2 separate regions of the Mus musculus genome follow, and region 1 is linked to region 2. A link is a contact called in public HiChIP or PLAC-seq data. All regions are on one chromosome and are shown on one strand. The core of a region is the stretch at or near the end of the contact, and the rest is flanking DNA. Distances in the headings are between cores, read along the strand shown.

What was found. HiChIP or PLAC-seq counts read pairs in DNA pulled down with a chosen protein or histone mark.
Region 1: an H3K4me3 HiChIP or PLAC-seq map of bone marrow-derived macrophages shows a contact between it and region 2, with 2.7 times the contacts expected there. The contact joins the promoter of Stk35os1 here to the enhancer-like site in region 2. A contact is called at or near these places in 2 of 484 Hi-C or Micro-C datasets (cerebellum and granulocyte-monocyte progenitors), 4 of 115 datasets of contacts at active chromatin or transcription factors (bone marrow-derived macrophages, embryonic fibroblasts, embryonic stem cells and 1 more) and 1 of 9 other capture datasets (adipose tissue).

The regions. Positions count from the first base shown.
Region 1 is chr2:129,796,186-129,803,061 of GRCm38.p6, forward strand. Stk35os1 (serine/threonine kinase 35, opposite strand 1) reads right to left here and starts at 5,274. Exons shown (of 1, transcript NR_029452.1): 1 at 2,184-5,274. Stk35 (serine/threonine kinase 35) reads left to right here and starts at 4,332. Exons shown (of 4, transcript NM_183262.3): 1 at 4,332-4,661; 2 at 5,219-5,819. The coding sequence starts at 4,356.
Region 2 is chr2:129,544,720-129,551,730 of GRCm38.p6, forward strand. No RefSeq gene overlaps it. Among named protein-coding and RNA genes, the nearest start is that of F830045P16Rik, 12 kb to the left of the region's middle. Within about 2 kb of position 5,267, at least 41 of the 459 cell types and tissues checked have an H3K27ac peak or open chromatin away from gene starts, as enhancers often do. A contact at or near this core is called in bone marrow-derived macrophages and granulocyte-monocyte progenitors, where this site is marked.

The DNA of each region.
Region 1 (6,876 bases), core at 4,024-6,523, 250 kb after region 2:
CATTTGGCTATTCTGTTACAGGAATCAAACCTTTGTTCCATGATCCCCTATCACAGAGATTTTCCAAACTATCCATTCTAAAATGATATCTCGCCCCCACCCCTAGCACCACCTTGCTAAAGCCAGGAAGGGTACAGGGAAGCCTAGGGCCTCATTTCCAAATCTAGTTGAAGAATTTTTACCTTCATTTTCATTGTCTGTAAAATGGGCTGGTGATAGAAACCACCTCTCTGCAATGCCATAAATGTTGTCAGTTTCATAAATGCTCATAAATGTTAGCTATTGGGCATAATAATAAATAGTTATATTAGTAATTTGAGCAAACTAAAAAGAAATTAAGTAATCTAACAGCTACAGCAGACTTACACCCATAGTTCTTCTAGAGCTTCTTGCTCCATCTCTCCAAATTCAGGGGAGGGCAGAAGATAGGAGGAGAAGGGTTCTTGACTTTGTCTCAGACTATGGACCCAAGGGTGGGAGGAGTGAAGCCAGGCTGCATCACACAGCACTCTGTCCGCAGAAACTTCTTTAAAACACAAATCTTAGCCAGGTGTAGTGATGCACGCCTTTAATCTTAGCACTTGGGAGGCAGAGGCAGGCAGATCTTTGTGGGTTTGATGTCAACTTGGTCTACAAAGCCAGTTCCAGGACAGCCAGGGCTACATAGAGAAACCCTGTCTCAAAAATAACAGAAGGGCTAGGGAGATGGCTCAGCAGTTAAGAGCAATGACTGCTCTTCCAGAGGTCCTGAGTTCAATTCCAGCAACCATATGGTGGCTCACAACTATCTGTAATGGAAATCCGATGTCCTCTTCTGGTGTGCTTGAAGACAGCAACAGTATACCCACATACATGGGATAAAAAGTCTAAAAAACATTTTTTAAAGGTTAAAACGAAAACAACAGAAAACCCCCCAAACAAAAACAAAACCCACAAATCTTCTTGGTTGAGGGGCTTTCATTTTTTTTCCCAGCTTTTAATTACATCTCATTGTAGTACAATTCACAAATTCTATCACCCTTGTGCCACTTGGCAGTCAACCACTGGCATTCTGCTACCATAGGCCGGTGGCCACCCTTTCTATTAAAGGAACCATACATTATGTAACATTCTCCCTACTGCCTCCATTTTTAGAGCTTTTTAGAGGTAAGCCTGAAAGGTGGCTATACATAAACTAAACCCATAAAAGGACACAGTTTGAGACATTCTTTAAAAACTTTTAAAAAATAATTTACTTATTTTTATGTACATTAATGTTCTGCCTGCTTGTATGTCTATGAGAGGGGGTCAGATCCCCTGGAACTGGGATTACAGCCAGTTGTGAGCTGCCATGTAATTGCTGAGAACTGAACCTGGGTCCTTTGGAAGAGCAGCAAGTGCTCTTACCCACTGAGCCACTCGCCAGCCCCAATTTGAGGTATTCTAGCATTTCCCATTAAAACTATCACCACATAAAAATAATGAGCATGCCGGGCGTGGTGGCGCACGCCTTTAATCCCAGCACTCGGGAGGCAGAGGCAGGCGGATTTCTGAGTTCGAGGCCAGCCTGGTCTACAAAGTGAGTTCCAGGACAGCCAGGGCTATACAGAGAAACCCTGTCTCGAAAAACCAAAAAAAAAAAAAAAAAAAAAAAAAAAAAAATGAGCATTATTGTTCACCCCCCCCAAAAGGTTTTCCTTTTTTCTTCTTTGATCCCTCTCTAGTATAGATTAGTCTGAGCTTTTTTCCCGAGTGGTGTAGGACTCACTTGGCATGTGTTCTTTTGTGCCTGGGTTCTTTCACCCTGCATTTTTTTTTTTTAATTCTTCCATGCTATAGAGTCTCAGTTCCCCTTTTGTTCCCACTATCTGGAAGTAACACAATCTATTTGTGTATTGACAAACATAGTAGTACCTTCCAGTTTCTGACTGTCATGGGAAAAGCCACCATGAATAGTTTTATACAAAAGTCTATTTGTGAATCTAAGTTTTCATTTATCTTGGGTAAACCTCTAGACTGGGAACTAGCTAGGCCACAGGCAGACATATACATTTAACTTTGAAAGAAACTATGTTTTCAAGGATGTCATAAATACTCTTTGTCACTCTCTATGCCAGGAAGATAGAAACTGCTCATAAATGTTAGCTATCAAGCATAAAAGCAAGTGAAGATTACTTTAGTAATTTAAGCAAGTCCAAATTTAAGAATCAAATGTGAAAGTATTTTATTAGCTAATTCAACAGCTGCAGGGGACTCATACCTCTGAGCCTCTGGGGTTCATCACCATCTCTGTAGGATTGTGGGTACCAGGGTAGAGGACAACTTTGTGGAGTTGATTCTCTTTTCACCTTTTTGTCAGCTTGGGGGGTGGGGTGGGGATTGAAATCAAGTCATCAGGTTCACACTGAGCCATTACCCAGGCTGTTTTACATTCTAATAGTCTCTTTAATTGACCAAGGTTATCTCCCTGGCCACTCTTGTACTTGCTGTCTCTTCTCCCTGCAATGCCCCACCACTAGTTGTGGCATGACTGGCTTCTTGCTATTCATTACTCAGATGAGTGTCATTTTCTAAAGAGATTGCTGCCAACTGAATTGTGGTCCTACCTCAGAATCATGTGTTGAACCTATAACCCCCAATAGGTTAGTAACAATATTTGAAGATGAACCCTTTAAAGAAATTTAAGTTGTTTAAATTGTGAGGTTGGGTATGGTGGTGCACACCTTTTGATCCCAGCACTTGGGTGGCAGAGACAGGCAGATCCCTGAGTTTAAGACCAGCCAAAGCTAAGTAGAGAAACCCTGTCTCCAAACAAACAAACAAACAAACCCAACCAACCAACAAAACAAAAACAAAAAACAAAAAACCCAAATCACCACCAATTAAAAAAAAAAAAAAACCCAACAACCCAGCAACAACAAGGAAAAGAAGTAAAGGAGTTTCGGTTAACAACGAGGCTGTTGGAATCCTTATCCAATAAGGCTAGGTGCTGAGGACTCGTATATTGGACTAGAAGAGAAAGGAAAGGACAATCGGTAAACCTTGAGATGGCATAGTAAACAAAAGCATGGCATTGTTCATGGTTCTGCACTGTATTGAGAGTGTGCTAGAGAGTATCTTTGTCCTTGGGAAAAAAACACACACACACACATATATTTGTGTGTGTGTATATATATATGTGTGTGTGTGTGTATATATATATATATGTATACATATATATCTTATAAATATAAAAGGATTTACAACATGTATACATTCATACATACATATTTGTGCACAGAACATGAAAATATAGCAAAACAATGTAATTCTGGCAAAAAAAAAGATGAGACTTTACTATTCTTACACCTTGTGTGTATATGTGACCACTTACATACAGAAAAGCTATAGAAATTCTAGAAACTCTTGTTTATTGTTTTACATTACATTTAATCTGTCTTGTGTGTATTTTAACACTGTTCTAAGTACTTTAACTGTGAGACATCTACGAAGACACAAGGTTGACTGTCTCCTCCAGTGTCAAGAGTCGCAATTAAGGCAAAGACTGTCGTGTCTACTCCTTTTTCCCCAGACTTAAAATAGTGTGTAGCAGAAACTCTAGTTACTGTCCTTCAATATCAGCTAACAAAATACTGGGCACCTTCTAGGCATTGGAGTACAAAGCAGGGTACAAAATACTTTAAAAAACCACGCCTAGGGGCTGGAGATGTAGCTTTGTAAAGTGCCTGTCTAGCATGCACAAAACCCTTGGATTCCTAGCTCTGTACAAACAAATAGGGTGTATAAATTGGGTGTGGTGGTGCCCGCCTTTAATCCCATTACTCGGGAGATGAAGACAAGAGGAAAAGTTCAAGATCATTCTTAACTACACAGCCATTGTGCTCCCTCCCACCACAATGGGCGGCCGGGGTGAAGGGTATCAAAATCCAAGCCCAAAGCAGCTTATATCAGGCACTCAATTAGCCAGCCATCATATTTCACTTGGTCCTTTGCAACCTTGGAAGTGCGGACCACCCGGGTTTGGCAGAGAAGGATACTGAGGATTAAGTGCGGCTGAGATCATTGGGGTCATTAGTGGGCGTGGAGATTAGCGTTCTAACCCTGGTCTCAGCTGTGAATCGATTACACCTAAGCCATTCCCCCAATCAGCATCAAGTGCCGAGTGCGGGCGTAGAGGTACGATGCAGGTCAAGTCCGGAAAGGCGTTTGCGGAGTGCAGGCGCCTCGCGAAGGCCCTCGGTACAAATCGCGGGATTTTGGCGCGCTCTTTTTGTTGGCTGGGTGTTCTCGCCAGTGATTGGTTCCGGGCTGTCGCGGCGGCTGGGTCTACCTCGGCTGCAGAGAGGCGGCGCGGCTCTCCGCTGGCCTCCTGGGGGATGGGCCACCAGGAATCTCCGCTGACCAGAGCGGCGGCGGGAGGTGCAGCTTACATAAAGAGGTTACGTAAAGTGCTCAGCTGGCGTGAACTCGGGGACGGCCACGGGAACCTGGAAGCCGAGGCCTCCCCCGGGAGCGTTGCTGTCATCACAAGAGCAGCGCCGCGACGCGCTACACGCTCAGCCAGGCTCCCCGCCTCGCGCCCTACCCGGCTCTGCAGACAAGCCCGGCTCGGAACGGACCATCCTCCGGCGCGGGCTCCAAGGGGGAACCGGTTCGCCCGGAAGAGGAACAGCGCCGGCCAGGTAAGAGGGAGTGGAGGGAGGAAGGGAGGGCCGAAGCGGGAGCCCCGGCGCCCCACCGTAGTCCCGGGGGCGTCACCGGGGCCTCCGCCTGTCGTCCTCGGAAGCCGATCTTTTAGCCGGTTTCCCTTCGCCCGCTGTCCCCGGGGGTCTGGGTCGTCCCGCCGGGCTCTCCTGGGTTTGATTCACGGGACTGTTTACACCGGGAGAAGCCCGGGTAGGACGTGGGGAGGGGCCGTTGAGAGGGGGCTAAGCCCCAGGAAAGTTTAAGCCGGCCGTCTTCGATGGGGACGATCCCTACGGCTTTATTTATTTTTTCTGCTCCTGACGGATAAGTCGGCGAGAGGGGACGGTTTGCGCTTCGGTTTCCGGTCCTCCCTCGGTACTTCCCGGTGGTTCCGTCTTTCCCGCTTTCCTTTCCCTTCCCCCGTTCAATTCGAGACGGTGGCTCCTTCTTAAAGGGGCCGCGACCGGCGGCGGAGGTGGGACGCCGGACGCTTTAAGTTCCTCATCTACCCTTCTCGGCCCGGTGGGTTTTAACTTCTCCCTCTCGCCCTTAGATCACCATCCAAGGTCCCGCTCCTCCACATCTCGGGGCTAGACGGAGGGATGAGGCAAGGGGGGCCCGGGCGGCGCCGTTGCTGCTCCCCCCGCCCCCCGCAGCCATGGAAACGGGGAAAGAGAACGGAGCCCGCAGAGGGACAAAAAGCCCGGAGCGGAAAAGGCGAAGCCCAGTCCAGCGGGTACTGTGCGAGAAGCTGAGGCCGGCGGCCCAGGCCATGGATCCGGCTGGGGCCGAGGTCCCGGGCGAGGCCTTCCTGGCCCGGCGGCGGCCGGATGGCGGCGGCGGGGATGTTCCTGCACGGCCGCGCTACAGCCTCTTGGCGGAGATCGGGCGCGGCAGCTACGGCGTGGTTTATGAGGCTGTGGCTGGGCGCAGTGGGGCCAGGGTGGCAGTCAAGAAGATCCGCTGCGACGCTCCCGAGAACGTGGAGTTGGCACTAGCAGAATTCTGGGCCCTCACCAGTCTCAAGCGGCGGCACCAGAATATCGTGCAGTTTGAGGAGTGCGTCCTACAGCGCAACGGGTTAGCCCAGCGCATGAGTCACGGCAACAAGAACTCACAGCTTTACCTGCGCCTGGTGGAGACCTCGCTCAAAGGTAGACTACAGCCGGCAGTCCTGCCCTCTCCTGGACCCCCTTGTTCTCAGAACCACTCAGTTCTAATAACTGTCTCTGGCTCGCTAAGGTCCTTGACCCGGCTTTGGGACCTTCTTTCTTGCTAGGAAATCAGTCTGTTCCCCAGCCGTTAGCTGACATTCCCTAACAAGCTCACCAAGTGCTAACCTTGATCTTTTTAAGTACTCACTCAGTAGGTGTGAGCCATAATTACAAGCCTAGCATTTTAAAAGATGGATGAAGAGTAGTCCTGGTGGGATTCAAAGTAGTTGGTAGAACTGCAGAAGCCCCCTCATGCCTCTTTCTCATCAGAACCTAGAGGGGAAAAAAAGTAGCAGACCCACCCATGCCATTCTCCTTTCCTGATTTCTAGTTTCTTCCAATTCTGTTCCCAAACCTTGTCTTCAAGTGTGAGGTTTCCTCCGAGAACCCCAACCCTTCACCCGAGAGCAGACAATCATTCAGTTGGTTCTTGGTTTAGTCCCTGAGGGCACCACAGGTTAATAACTCACGCACCCAGTAATAACCCCCTCAGGTGGGCCAAGAGCTGTCGCATAACAAAACAGGTTGCAGCTTTCCCTGCCCTGTTACAATCTCAGTTGTTTTCATAACCCCTGGGGCTGTCTGAGCAGTGATTGTTGCAGAACCATGGGGCTCCAGGAGGCCAAACACCTTGCCTTCCTGTGTAAACTAGAGAAGAGGCAGTGGGCTGCAAGTGTCTTGAGTTCCTGGGGCAGGGGGTAGGGCGAGGGAAATTGGACAGTCGCAATCCCAGCTATATAATCTGAGCGCTACGATTTGGATAATATCTGTAACAGTAAATTAAGCTTCTGCTCTATAAATAGAGGAACTCAGCCTAGTGGGCACAAACACAGCTCGATTAAGGTTAATCAGCTTGAAAGAGTGGGACTCCGGCCTCCAAATTCCTGTGTCCTTGAAGTATTTGTAAGCCAGCATGGCCCTCACAGATCTTTGCAGATATATTGCTGCCTTCCTTCCCTATCTGAGGTTGAATTTAGCAGACTGGGTGGGATTTAGG
Region 2 (7,011 bases), core at 4,017-6,516:
CCACCGCTGTGTCACAGCTGTCTCTCTTGTGACAGCTGCCACTTACGGAGTGAGCTGTTTTATATTGACTCTCCGTCTAGCTTGCAGTCTTTGTGTGGACTTCCTGAGAGGGGTTCTTTCTCCTCCCTTTAGAAATGAGCAAAGACACAGAAAGGCAAGTTGCTTATGTAAGTCATACAGCTGGTGAGTGGAAAGACCAGAACTTAACCATGTCATATGCTAAGCGAGTAGGCCCAATGAATGGGAGACTTAAATGAGATTAGAGGTGGTATAAGGAGGACAAGAAGGCAGAACACCATGGGGACTGGTGTGGTATCCTCCTGGCAAAGGCTGGGACCAGCTTGGTACCCTGCTGGAGAGGCTCTGGGGAGAGGAAGGGAGTGGCAGATGGGGCCAGGTGGCAAGGGTTGGAAGGCAATGGAGGTGCTTGAATTTGAGCCACAGGGAGGTGCCATGGGGATGAGCCACCTGGATCCTTTGGTGTGGATAAATTGGTGAGCCGAATGCGGGTCTGCAGGACAGAAAATAGCTGGAAAGAGCCCAGCAGCCCAGGAGAGCCAATCATAGCAAAGGCTCTACAGTCAGTCTGCCAGAAGGCTAGGACACTTTTGGCCAGACAAGTAATCTATAGTTACTGAGCCTCAATTTTCTCATCTAACTCCCTGGTTGAAAAGCTTAAAATTATTATTCCAGTGCTTGACTCATGACACTGGATAAAGAGCCATGTATTATTGAACCAGAAGTTCAAACTACTGCTTTACATTAGATTACATATGTATGCACAGATACAATAAAAATCATTACAAAATGATTCAAGGACCTAACAGAAAATATGGACAGCATGCACAAACAGACAGGAAGTTTCAGAAGAGGAACAGCTGGCCAGCCAGGCTAACCCCGTGCTAATGAGACATGATGCTAGAGAGGAGAAATTCTGTAGCTGTGATTAGAGTCGGATTGGATATAGGAGAACAAAAACTAACAACAATGACTTGGTGATGGCTTCATAGGAAACCTCTAACCCCAGAAGAGAAACAGACAACCCTTGCCGCAGCCCCAGCTTCCTGGCTGTTACAAAGGTTGACAAATAGCCCCAGGTGCATAGAGCTTAGTGGTGTAGTGCCTACATCACTGAGCAAACATGATGGCATTTCCACCGGTGCCAAACTCCTTTCAGCACCAAGGCTTCAACGGCGATCCGGATAGAAACTCTGTCTCCAGGAAACTGGGCTGCTACCTATTTGCTCTGAGATGCCCCCAATCCAGCCCCCAGGAGCTCACAGGCTAAAGGGAGAGTTTGATTGGTAAGGGTCTGATGCATGGTGGCATAGCCAGTGAAGAACATCAAAGAAGGGGACGGGGAAAGAGAGCTGAGGATGAAATTTTAATAAGGTGCTTGGGCAAGGTCTGAATAAGAACAACATCAATCCGCAGTGGGTAGTGTGCAGCAAGATAGGACACAGGGAAAGGAGGGGAGACATGAGCCTCTCACTTCAGAGTCCCTGTGACACCTCTACTGAGAATCAAGAATCCCAATGCTGGCCACAGTTCTGTGAAGGTTACAGACATAGGGAGAATGTTTCTTCTATACAGATATGTTCTATTAAGAATGTTAAAATAGCAACAAACCAGACTTAAGGTCTTAGCATTTATGACCTCAAATAGAGTCCACCTCCTCTTGCATACATTCTGGGAAGCTCAAAAGCAATACCCTGAGTATTTTGTTACAGTAAAGTTGCCCTAAGTCTTTGTATCCCTGTGGTCTACAGTTGTGCCTGGAATCCTGTCTTTGCCTCATGAACCACTGTGAGTCCATTTCTTAGCATGGACTGGAGAGATATGCCAGCCATTAAAGTCTCACCATCCTTTGAAGAGAATAAATTTACAACTCACCAAAATTTACACACACACACACACACACACACACGACTATTATAAAGACAGTCAACTTCCCAAAGGAAGTGCATTGCCAACACTTTTGCTATCCCACCAAAACGAGATGTTAAGATCCTCCGGCTGAAGACTTTTGGTCACAGGATGTAGGGAACCCAAACTGGTACTGAGCTGGAAACTCCCTTTCCACTGGCTGCATACATAGTCCTAAAAACTGCTGAGCAGGCTACTGAGGGAAAAATAGCCATGGCCACATTCACTCTAGAGCTTGCTTGCTGAATACCCATTTCCCACTGTGGAATAGTGGCTTGATTATATTGGGGTAATCAGCCCGGGTAGGAGGCCCATTCCACAGGGGGGAAATACAAATCAATTACCATAAACCCGACTAGAAGCCTGTGGCTGGGTGAGTCATGAGCCTAAAGGGGAACAAACTATTGCTCCTTCCCTAAATGGGTATATTGCCAAACTTCCTGCTACGTATTTATATTTATAAAGTGTTTATACTTGTACCCCTCTTAGCTTAGGGAAGACCCCCCCACTTCTTTCTGAGGAACTAGTTGCTACAGGAGATGTTATTTATTTTCTTCAATGGTGTATCCATTGAGGTTCTAGTTGGGAAGAAGAAGGGGTGCAAAGTAAAAAGATATGGAGTGACAGGGAGTAATAAGGGAAGAGAATAATCATAGCGCACTGTATATGTGTATGTAACATCAAAAGATAAATAAGTAAATGCAAATAAACTAAGCAGATTTTTTATTTTTTTCTGGGGGGGGGGGTTCGAGACAGGGTTTCTCTGTGTAGCCCTGGCTGTCCTGGAACTCACTCTGTAGACCAGGATGGCCTCAAACTCAGAAATCCACCTGCCTCTGCCTCCCGAGTGCTGGGATTAAAGGCGTGTGCCACTACCGCCCAGCTAGGGTAATAAAGTGTTCCTTCCCCTTGAACAGACCACACCCATACTTGGTGATGTCCTGTTCTGTCTACTGATCCCCAAGCATTAAATACACATTAAAAAAAAATCTCTTTTAGAAAGAGGCCATGAATTTGAAAGAGAGCAAGGTGGATTTAAAGGGAGGGTTTGGAAGGAAGAAAGGGGAGGGGGAAATGATGTAATTGTATTATACACTCAAAATATTTTTAAATTCTTTTAAAATAAACCACAGCTCTGCTTCATACTGAGTTGTCCTGAATTCCTTTCCGTGTCAGCCATAGGCTTTGGGTTTTCCTGAATGGAGATCCCTGAGGTGTAAGGGAACCCCACAGGCTGCTGCAGCAGGAGCTGAGCTTCCCTCCCCGCTTCCACAGACAGGGAGGAGACCATGCAGGTCAGCGGAAAGCACAGGGTGGTGGGGAGGGTTGGGAATCCCGGTGACAGGGTTAGAGAAGCACAGAAGACTGGGCCCCCAGGTAGAGCCCACACGGGGCTCTTGGCTTTACCCATGAGCCATCAGAACCTAGAGTACCTGGCGTAGACACGGAGGTGGTGAATGGAATGTTAGGGTTTAGATTTGGGGTGCACCTGGAAGGATGAACTGATAACCAGGGGAGCCCTTGTTTTTACTGTTGTCCGAGCTTGTTTTCTATTGCTGTGATAAACATCATGGCCAAAAGCAGCTTGGGGAGGAAAGGGTTTATTTGGCTTCTACTTCTACATCGCAGTCATTAGTGAAGTAACCAAAGAAAGATCATGAAGAAACGTTGCTTACTGACTCCCTCTCCCGGCTTGCTCAGCCACTTGTTGTTGGTTTGGTTTGTTTTTTTTTTTTATACAATCCAGGACCACCTACCCAGAGGTGACACCACTCACAGTGGGCCAGACCCTCCTACATCAATCATTAATCAATACCCACCCCGCCCCCAGACTTACCTACAAACCATGGTGACAGAGGCATGTTTTCAGTTGAGGTTCCCTCCTTCCAGATGACCCTAGTTTCTATCACTTGACAAAATACTATCAACAGTATTAGTATAAAGACTAAGAACCCCAAGGCTCTTTCAGGGAGTGCCTGCACAACCTTCCATAGGCATCTTGTTGACCTTGTTAGAGGGCTGTTGTCAAGGGTCACCTCCCAGAGCCTAATCCTGCAGGCATTGAGCCCCCCTGCAGCTGGCCATCCCAGTTCCACAATGGCAAAATTTGAGCTGGCTTTTACTTAAAATCACCAAAAGGGCACAGAAAACTCATCAGAGAAAATAGTCCTTGCTACAAGCAGCCTTGTGCCCCTGTGGAGAGGACAGAGGCCAGGCTCTCCAGACCCCACCCCCACCCCCAATACCCTCTTCTTTGTCCCTCTCCATAGCTGTGACCAGCCTGGACTCCTCACTGCCCCCCCCCCACACACACACACACATACCCAGCCTCCCAAAAGCAGGAGAGCAGACTTCCTAAGCAGTGTAAAGACCTTCACTGCTTAAGATCCACTACAACTCCCAGACCCCAGTCCAGGATCTAGAACCCTTATACCTTTAGGTCCTGACTGGTCTGTCCCAATTCTTCATGGCCTTTCTCCCTCCCCTACCACACCCGTCGCCCACCAGACAGAAGAAGCCGTGCTCAAAGCACACCCACAGAGAGATTCACATCTGTCCCTCCCACGTGGAATCCTCACATCACTTAGTGGCCAGGTCCCACTCGTCTGCCAGCTCCAGGGCCAGTGGATCCTGCCCAGGTCACGCACACACAGGCGGGGTTCCTTCTGCTTCCAAGAGCTCTTTACGGCCTCATACCTTTCACATTGTATTTCAAGGATGCAGACACTACAGGCAGCCACAGGCCCGCTGATCTTATAGAGACCACTCAGCCATTAACCCACTTCCCCCTCAAGCCTGATAATGACTTGGGACCAGAGCATTCCGAGTTAATCGGAATTAAAATAACTTGGAAGAGTAAAATAGATAGGTGAAAACTTGCTAGGTTTCTTTTCCATCTCCGTTGCCTGTCAGTCGCATGTACCATTTGCTCTCTGTGTGTGTTTTCACATGCTGGTGTGCCAGCAGGGCAGGGCTAAGTGTCATTCATCTTTCTCTAGCAGGCTACCACAGCCTGCCGCTGAGGAAGTGCTCATAAATCCAGTCTGACCGTGGCCTGGAGACAACTGTCAATTTGGCGCTGGCTCTGCATTCCCCACACGAGGCAACTGAGCTCCAGAAAACACCTCTGCTCGGAGCTGCAGGGAATAGCCAGCAGCCTACTTGAAGACAGGAGCAGGCACATGCTCTCTGCCATCCCCACTTCCTCTCAAGACTTCATGACAGGACTGCCCAGGCTCTCTGGAGCTTCTGGGGGACTTCTTTCTTGTCTTCTTCTGAACCTGCCAACCTTGCCTGCTGGCACGGGGCCTTCCACAGGAGGAAGCTAGCAGCCACTGGGGAAACATTTGAGGAACCAAAACACCACCCTCTGCTCTGTCTCCTCTGCCTCTCTCCATGGGAATGCTAAGTCTGATCTTGGTGAGGGCCGAAGCTCACAGGACAAGGGCCAGACTGGCCAACAGTCTATCCTATGATGAGAAGGTTCTGGAAGAGTCTGTGGGATCTTTCTGCTAAATGCATCACATCAGCATCTGATACTCCACATCAGCATGTCAGAGCAAGTCAAGGCAGAAAGTGTTGGCCAAATTTGGCCCAAATGCTGCTCTTCAAAACGACATCATCCTCATGCAACCCTTTCTGCGGAGTGCCTGTTTTCATCTCTGTTGGGTATCAGTCTTCTGGTTACCTGGTAACTCTCAAGCTCAACTCTGAGAAAATGTTAGCTAACATTTGTAACTGAAAAAAAAAATCTAAAAATCAGGCATGCCGTAGTTATATTTAAATCAAGGCCTTGACTCCAGTTCTGTCCCATCAACCATATACAGGGCCCAGATCAAGGGTTCTTAACCTGTGGGTCTCGACCCCCTTGGGGGTTGACCAAGCCTTTTTCAAAGGTCAAATGTCAGATATCCTGCATATCAGATACTTGCTATGAAGATACTTTTATGGTTGGGGGGTCACCATACCTTGAGGGACTGTGTTAAAGGGTCACAGCACTAGGAAGGTTGAGAACCACGGAGGTCTAGATCTTCAGTCGGGATTCTTCACGGGAGAAGCTTGGCTGCACCAGCCCCAGGTGTCAGATATTCACACTGTACATTTCTTTTCTCATTGCAGAACTTTATAAATCCCCTAGTGATGATTTAGTGGTGATTTTTTGGGCCAGAGAAATGGGTATCAGCCCACAAAATCATCCTTCTGGGGCAACGTTATCACATCTTCCACAAAGTCTGTGGCCATGCCTTCCTCAGGGTAAGCTCTTCCCTCTCACTAACCCCGCCCACTCTGCTCAGTGAAGTCCTCTTCCTTTTATTCTCCTGTTTGCTTCATTCACCTTTACAAGGGCTGCTGTAACTGAGCCTTGGGTGTGAATCTTGATAACAACATTTCTATTCACAGACAACTCATTGTTTCTGGCCTAAGGAATGCAAGCAAGGAAAAAAAAATCTTCTGAGTAGGTTTCAAGGAAAGCTTTTGTCTTCCTGACACAGAGAACAGGCTTGATGACAAGGCCATTTGCCCCCTTGATTTTCCTTTTTCTTCATACCCTGGTTGAGTGAGAACCAGATACACAGAGATTATAATGGAGCCACTAGACAACAAGTATCAAAACAAATGCCCCTGTCTCGGGGATGGCAGGAAAAGAAGATTGAACCCAAGGGCCAGACAGCATCATTAAACAGCTGCACACTCCCTGTGCAGCTTCTGAAATGGTTTAAGGAGGAGGAGGAGGAGGAGGAGGAGGAGGAGGAAGAGGAGGAAGAGGAGGAGGAAGAGGGGGAGAAGAAAAAGAGAAAGGAAGGGAGGAAGGAAAAGAAACTAGAAATGTTTACTTGTTTAAGTCAAACGTATTTCTGGATGACACAAAGTCTTTTTTGTTGATTTGACAAAGTAAGATACATAAGAATTGGAGACAGGTCAAACTTCTTTGAATTCCAGTTGCATGCTGTGCACCAAGCATACAAGTCAAGCATCCCAACAAAAGAACAAATATCCTTACTGAGTGGAGGGCCCCAAACCCAAAACACATGCTGCAGGAGCCTGCCTCAGCTACTGGCACCGAGGGTGTTCTGTGACTTATTG